3 separate regions of the Sus scrofa genome follow, and all the other regions are linked to region 1. Evidence: chromatin contacts called from public Hi-C data. All regions are on one chromosome and are shown on one strand. The core of a region is the stretch at or near the end of the contact, and the rest is flanking DNA. Distances in the headings are between cores, read along the strand shown.

Region 1 (2,590 bases), core at 26-2,525:
TTATATGTCTGTCCGGATCTACAGAATGTAGAATACCTAGAGGGAATCCTAATGTGAAATGTGAACTCTGGGTGATAAAGATGGGTCAGTGTAGGCTCATTAATCGCAACAACTGCAGGTCTGGTGGGGGATATCCATAATGGGGAGGCTAGGCAGGTGTGGGGGCAAGGGGGTACATGGGAAATCTCCATACCTTCCTCTCAATTTTTCTGTGAACCTAAAACTATCCTAAAGAAATAAAGTCTATTAAAAAAATAAAATGGAACAGCAGCAGTGCTAGTCTTACTTGAAGGTCGCCCTACGTTGTAAATACAACTGCTCCCCCTTCCCGCCACCATCACCACCACACACGTTAATACGTAAACTCCAAGAGAACCAGCAGTTTTTTGCTCTCCAGCTGTCCCCCAGCACTTAGCTCGGCACACAGTGGGTCCTCATCAAGCCGTCGATGAATGAATGCTCGCCTGAATACAGACCATGATTCGAGGATGGATAGACGGCATTTGGAAGGGGGAGAAGTGCACTCGTCTCCTCCTCTCCCCGCATCCGTTCCTCCTGAGTTCTTTCCCAGCTGGAATACTTAACAAATATTTACTGAGTATCTACTGCGTGCCAGGAATACCACAGGGATACTGTGATAATTAAGGCAGGCAGTCCTGGCACGCATCAGAAGCACAAATTCCCTGACATAAATCAGGACCTATTACTCCACGCGGATCCCAAACAGACCCCCGCCCCTAGGACTGGGAAGGAGGTCTTTAAGGACCAAGTGGTCGGAGCAAACCAAGACTAAGGCTACCTGCATTCCCCGGGGATTCCGCGCAGGATCAGAGCCAGAACCCGAATTTCCACCTAGCCCTACGCACCCCGTCCGGAGACCCTTCCCACTAGCCCCTCAAACGCCTCTCCAAAGCCGTGGACTCGCCCGTCGCCGGCCTCCATCCCCATCCATAGCGCGCCTCCTGCCGCGGCCTTTACCCGTCCCGTGTGGCCGGGGATGGCTTCCGGTGCCATATTTTGCCGCTCTCCTTGTTGCCCAGGTCTGTGCTCTGCATGTCGCAGCCCACGCGCTGCTGCAGCCGGCCTGGCGAACAACGGTTCCGGCGCTTTCCCGGCAGGCCCTACGCTCCGGCCCGGGAAACTTGAGCGCCGGCGGCTACCGCCCCGGTCCGCCGCGGACCGTACCAACTACGGGCAGGACGCCGTCTTTCCATTTACAACTAATCGGGAGGCGGCTTCCTCCCAAACTCCGCCCAGGCGACCCTTCCCGCGCTAGACCATGGGATCGGCCAACGACCAACTCTCTCTTAGATTCCGCCCCCTTTCGCGGTCCAAAGCCTTCTGGGAATCGTAGTTTTCTGCAGGTGCAAGGCGAGAGCGAGGAACTGGCTAGGGAATTCTGTTCTCTGGGGGCCTCGCAGGGTTTTAGGCTCCCAAAGGAGGCGATAAAGTGATTTTCCCCAGTGGTCTCTGATTGCGTTTCACATTGTGTTTAGGGATTAAGGGATTGTACAGAAAACTAATAGAAGCCAGGATCCAAATGCATTTAGAATTGAAGGGTTTCTTTTAGAGAACACTTGGGTTCGAAAAGAACCTTTGTGGAGCCCACCCTTGGTCTTTTCACCATTGCTGTGAATGTTGTTTCAATTCCATAGTCTAACAAGAGATTCTTGTATTATGGCGTCCAATACCCCAGTTATACACCAGTAAAGCGATGTCTTCAACAACTTGCATTGACGCCAGAGAAATTCTTTTTTTAAAAAAATTCACTTAGAACTTTAACAGTGCTTACTAGGTATCAAACACACTTCTAAGTTCCTTAGAATTTTAATTCATTTAATCCTCAAAGCAAACCTACAACTCTAGTAGCATTACCATCGCCATTTTTACTGCTCTATGAGGTAATGTATTGGCTTCCTGACAAACTTGGTGCATAAGACGACAGAAATTTATTCATTTGCAGTTCTGGAGCTCAGAGTCTGAATCAAGGTGTTGGTTGGCCACGCCCTCCAGAGGCTCTGGTGAAGTATCTTTGCCTCCATTTTCACATCACTTTCTTTCCTTTAATCTCTATTTGAATCTCACTTTGTTTTTGCTTGTTTGTTTATTTTTGTCTTTTTGGGGCCGCACTCTTGGCATATGGAAGTTCCCAGGCTAGGGATTGAATTGGAGCTGTAGCCAATGGCCTACACCACAGCCACAGCAACTTGGGATCTGAGCCACTACTGCGACCTACACCACCAATCATGGCAGCGCTAGATCCTTAACCTACTAAGAGAGGCCAAGGATCGAACCCACATCCTCATGGATACTAGTCAGGTTCATTAACTGCTGAGCCACAACGGGAACGCCTCACTGCTTTTCTAAGAACACCTGTCACTGCAGGGTAAAAGTGAGATTTTAAATGCATATATAATGCTTTTTTAAAATATTGGAGTTCCCGTCGTGGCTCAGTGATTAACGAATCCGACTAGGAACGATGAGGTTTTGGGTTCGATCCCTGGCCTTGCTCAGTGGGTTAAGGATCCAGCGTTGCCGTGAGCTGTGGTGTAGGTTGCAGACACAGCTTGATCCCACATTGCTGTGGCTC
Region 2 (2,590 bases), core at 50-2,549, 290 kb before region 1:
GGGTTGAGGATCAGGCGTTGCCGTGAGCTGTGGTGTAGGTTGCAGACGCAGCTCGGATCCCGCCTTGCTGCGGCTGTGGCATAGGCCGGTGGCTACAGCTCTGATTAGACCCCTAACCTGGGAACCTCCACATGCCGGTGGGAGCAGCCCAAGAAATGGCAAAAAAAAAAAATAATAATAATAATAAAATAAAATGGGGATAAGAGTACCTACCTCCTAGTGTAATTGTGGGTTTCAAACGAATTCATTTACGCAACCGCCTCAGAACAATGACTAGCACATGTGAAGTGTTATGTATAAATTTAACCGTTATTACAATGAGTACTAGGTGGTTAAGATTTTGGTATCTGGTATAACAGGGCCTGAAATGGATTCCTGGCTGCTATTAGCTGGGTGACCTTGGGAATGTTACTGCAAAAACTTTGCACCCCCATTCTCTTCCAAAATTAAAATGACCTTCATTATCAGCAGAATAATATTCAAAGACCCTCTGCACTCCGCCTCCATCTCCACCTCCCCTTCTTGGACCCCCCAAACGCTGAGGTCCGCTGAGAAAAATCCAAGCGAAAAACGCCAGGCTGAAGCAGTGCACTTACCGACCCTGCCATTCCTGGCGAATTCCGCCCCCCCCCCCCCACGCACACACCACACCCTCCCGCAACCCAAATACCCAAGCTCAACTCAAGGGACAAGGGCTGCCATTCCCTCTCTCTCCTCCCCTCAAACCAGAAAACCCGCCAGTCCCGGCCCAGAGGGGCCGGGAAGAGGCGGGGCCCAGCTGCAACGCCAGGCCGGGTGGGCAGGGGAGATGCCGGGGGCTGGCCCCTGCGCCGCCTCACCAGTAGCAGCTGTTGTAGACGCAGGCGTCCCGCGGGGGGCTGGCCGGCTGGTAGTGGGCTGCTGCGGCGACGGGGACATCCCCCTCCATGGCGGGCCTGGGCACGGGCCTAAGGCCGACGGACGAGACAAGCCCCGGCGGCGGGCTTCGGGGGAGGGCCCGATGCTCAACAAGCAGCGCGGGTTCTCGTGGCGGAGTGGGCGGAGCCTGAGATCGACCGCCCGTGGTGTTCCCGGGTGGTGGGGCCTAGGGCACGGTAGGCGGAGCCTGGGCCAGCGTGTGGCGCAGGATTCCAACGCACCCAGCTTGAGATGCGCGTTCTGGATTGCGGGGGGGTGGAGCCAAGGTAGGGGGGGTTTAGTGGGAGGACGCGGGCAGCTCTGCTTTGGTGGAGCAAGTTCTGGTGGGCGGATTCTGGGCGGGGAGAGGCGCAAGGACTTGGCGTGAGAAGGCCCGGTCGAGGTGGGCGGAGCTCGAGGCGCGCGGCGCTTTCTGCCAAGAGGGTGGAGCCAAGAATGGATCCGGGGTGGTGCGAGCAGCGTGAGTTCACAGTGGGCGGAGCCCGGGGCGAGGAAGACCGCGTGGTTCCTGGTGGGCGGAGTCCGCTAGGTGGGTGGGGCCAGAAGTTGGGCGGTGCGGCACGTGGTCCTGGCAGGGGGCGGGGCCAGGCACGAGGGAGGGTTTGTTAACTGGGCGTGCCAGTCCCGGCCGGGAGAGGAGAGGTCTCTGGCACGTGGCTTGAGGGAGGAGTCCTGGGAGGGCTTGGATTCGGTAATCGGTGCTCTGTGATTTTCTCGGCGGAGCGTGAGACAGACTCCAACCCATCGCCAGCTGTGGAAGTTGAGACTCGGAAGACTCCACGTATGCAAGTGAAATTAGAGGACCTTGCATGTGAAAAACAAAGATTTAGCACTTTGAGCCTGGAGTTGGAGAGAACCCGGGGTAGGGGGAAAGAGGTTGGTAGAAGGAGGTTAATTCCAAATATGACCGCATGGAGGATGGTGTTCGGGATAATACTCCCAACTCTCAGCATATTGTAACTTTTTTAATTAGGTGAAATTATGTATTGGCTAAGAAATGTATATTTATTTTTTCACATATTAAGTAAGAAAAAAATTTGAGACCCTTCATGATATTCTTTTGGTATTAATCATATATATTTGTTTATTTGCTGGCAGTCTGGAAGGAAAGACACCGAACTGTTAAAAAGTGATTATCTCTGGTGAATGAATGGTAGGATTTTCACTTTAGATTTATATCTTTCTGAATGTTTATATTTGCAAGGGACATAAATGGCTGATCAAGATATTTATTACCCGTTATAAAATCTGAAATTGTTAGGTTGGTTTATAGGCCATACATAGATTCTCCCAGTCTTACCAATTCAAAAGTCCTAAAGATTTTGAAAATAAGTCATTGTGTCAGTTATCATTGTATCGCCTCTCAGATCCAAATACACACTTTAGCATTGGCCCCATGATAAATAACGGAATTATTTTAAGCACTTCTCCTTCAAAGTGGGCACAACATGAAATCTTCTCAGTTACCTACACTGAAGGAAAATGCTTTCTGCAGTTCCTGAGAGCAGACCAGAAATGTGGACTAGAAGTAGGAGGGTGGTCATGAGAATAATACCCAGTAGGATCTGCCCAGCCACAGACCCAAACTCGGTCCTTCTATCACCTTGAAGTTTTAGCCTGGCAATAACTTTCACGCAGCCCTCTTGGCAGAGAAACCAGACTCCTGTGCAGC
Region 3 (2,590 bases), core at 41-2,540, 270 kb after region 1:
TTAACAACACATTTTCGGGAGCCGCGGCGGCGGCGGCGGCGGTGGGAAAGTTGGGCTGGAGTGGCCGGTGCCCGGCGTGCGGGGCTCGGGGCCGGCCGCGCCGGGCGGGGGGTGCTCCGCGCCGGGGCGAAGTTTCTTACCTGCGCCGGGGCTGGGAACGCGGGGACCCGGGCTGGGAACGTGGAGACGCGGCACGGGCGTTCCAAAATGGAACTCTGCTGGCTCCCCCCACCCACTCCCCACTCCTCACCGGGCGCCCGGCTCGGGCTCCGTGGGAAAGAGGGGGAAAGCCAGCCTGCCAGACAGACAGACAGAAGAAGCCCCCGTACGGAGAACAGTGGCCAAAATTTTTAAAAGAAAAAAAAAAAAAAGAAGGAAAAAAAAAGGGGAAAAAAATGTCTCGATCAGTGGGGAATCTACGCCAAAACCCACATGATCTGTAACGTCAGCATGCGTATTTGCATACGATACCACCACCCGAGCTGCCACCCGGGCTCGGGTTCCGCAGAAAGTTACAAAGTGAAATTCAGCCCCCTCCGGAGACGCCGGCGAAATGTCATTTTCAGGCGAGAGCTGGGGGGGAGGCCAACCCTAAAGGCGCTGGTTACTAGCCAAGGTTGGGGGGTGGGCAGTAAATTAACTTAAAAGTCTGAGCCCAGTAACGGACTCGGTGGAATTTCTGCGAGGGGAGGAGGGGGAGGCGCGAGCGAGATCATTGAATATTAAGCACGACCCGGCGCGGCGGCCGCGGCCAAACCCTCCTGGTGCAATACCCATTTTCTTTATGAAAAGTTCAAGGTGTCACTGATGAGCTCGACAAACTGTTGATCCTAACCACGTGGAGTGGCCGACGGAGGGACCGCTGGGCGCGGCTGCTCGCTGAGCGGGCGGCACCCGGGACCCCGCGTCCCTCCTGCAGAGCAAACGGCAGCGCGCGGGTGGGGCCGCCGCAAGCCCAGGGCGCTGCCTGCGCTTTCTCCCGCCCTAGGACTCAGGGAAATAATAACAACTTAAAAAAATTTTTTTTTTCTTTTTTAAAGCGAGACACATTTAACTCCTGGAGTAGTAATAAGAGGGCTCGGAGTAGGGAGGGTAAGGAAGAGCCCCCACTTATATAACGACTCGAAATTAGATGACTTTTGCTGAAGAGATTCTGAGATTTCCGCTTGCGCCAGGTCTGAGGTTGGTTAAACATCCTCAAACTTTTTTTCCTAAGAGCCAATAAACAAACAGACGCCCTGGGAGCTGACTTAAACTCTTGTCGGGCCAGCGCTCGCTGGGATTCTCAGACTTCGGAGAAATGCACACCCCTGCGGCGCTGGCAGGGAAGTCCCTCGGAAGCGAGGCGGGTCACTTTCGAAACTGGGACTCTGGCCTTCCCGGCGGGAGGGCATCCCTAACCGCCGCCGCCCCCTGGATCCCCTCGGGCGGCTTAGAGCAAAGGCAGGTCAGAATCTCGCTGCCCTCCGCCCGCGGCCTCGGGAACCGTGAACTCGCGTTTTGGGCGCGGCGCTTCAGCTGCAGTGTTCAGCTAAGGGCTCCAAGGGATTTGGGATTCAGGGGACGCTTTGGCATTTCACAGAACCTGTCTGCGCCGCCTGTCCCTGCCAGGTGGACCAGTTTCTCCTCGGTGGGCATCTCGACGCGTCAGCATCTCCCAAGTGTGTGCTGAGTGCGAGCGCGCACTGGGCGAGCGGGGGCCAAGGGGATGCTGTCTGGGGTCTACTTTTGACATTTTGAGAGCAGCAAGAAGACAAAGGGAGCCTGGGGCTGGGAGGCTCCGCGGAGTCCCCGCCCGCGCTGAGGATTAGCAGGCGCGGAGCGTCGGGGCTTCCCGGCCAGCCTTAGCTTGGGGGGAATTAGAACGAACTCTAGCGGCGGCTTGCGACTCGGCTCTGGGCGCTAGGACAGCAACAGGTGGCCGTGTGCGGCGGAGTGGCTGGAGGCGAGGACGGAGACGGGGTGAAAATGGCTGGCTCCCGGGCTGACTGCGTGGTCAACGCATTGGTTGACCTTTTGGCATTTTCGTTTCTGAGGCTGAGGAGAAGAAAGCAGCTGAAAGGCTTTCTCAGGGTCTCCCTTTAGGGCTCCAATTTCTCCACCAGAACCTGTTCTTTGGGTTCCCAGAAATTTTTACAATAAAAATAAAAATAGCTCATATGCAAAACTTTCTACTGGCTTGCACCTGTTTGTTCCGTTATTGCTGATGCAGGGTTGTTTGTTAACGGTGCAGGAAACCAGGTACTGGCTTTGAAGGAGGTCTCTTTTCCTAATGCTCTCAGATCTGAGAGGCAAACTGCCCAGGTTCTTAAAGGATTTATTAAGAACTTCCTGGGTGACTATGATCCAGATGCTATCGCATCTTTCTCAAACTCATTCCATATCTACTGTCTAACATCCTAATGTGCTTGCTGTCAATATCAGAATTTAGGGATGCTGAGTTTTTTTCCTCTTCCCTCAAGGATGTGCATGAAGAGAGAAAGAAAAAGAAAACAATCCCACCAACTATAATATTTTTATATTGCTTACTCTTGACTCTTCCAGGTCATTCCACTGCTTCCCTACGCCCCCCCCCCATAACTACAGTTCC

What was found. Hi-C and Micro-C count contacts between places; a contact is called where the count stands out from the background.
Region 2: a contact with region 1 is called in a Hi-C map of liver, with 3 times the contacts expected there. The contact joins the promoter of WDYHV1 here to the promoter of TBC1D31 in region 1. A contact is called at or near these places in 3 of 47 Hi-C or Micro-C datasets (heart right ventricle, liver and skeletal muscle).
Region 3: a Hi-C map of skeletal muscle shows a contact between it and region 1, with 5 times the contacts expected there. The contact joins the promoter of ZHX2 here to the promoter of TBC1D31 in region 1. A contact is called at or near these places in 3 of 47 Hi-C or Micro-C datasets (heart right ventricle, liver and skeletal muscle) and 1 of 2 datasets of contacts at active chromatin or transcription factors (alveolar macrophages).

Annotation. Positions count from the first base shown.
Region 1 is chr4:16,286,534-16,289,123 of Sscrofa11.1, forward strand. It overlaps TBC1D31 (TBC1 domain family member 31), which reads right to left and starts at 1,276. Exons shown (of 20, transcript XM_021088972.1): 1 at 979-1,276.
Region 2 is chr4:15,997,637-16,000,226 of Sscrofa11.1, forward strand. WDYHV1 (protein N-terminal glutamine amidohydrolase) reads right to left here and starts at 1,300. Exons shown (of 6, transcript XM_001928505.4): 1 at 840-1,300. The coding sequence starts at 928.
Region 3 is chr4:16,552,569-16,555,158 of Sscrofa11.1, forward strand. ZHX2 (zinc fingers and homeoboxes protein 2) reads right to left here and starts at 1,291. Exons shown (of 5, transcript XM_021088974.1): 1 at 141-1,291.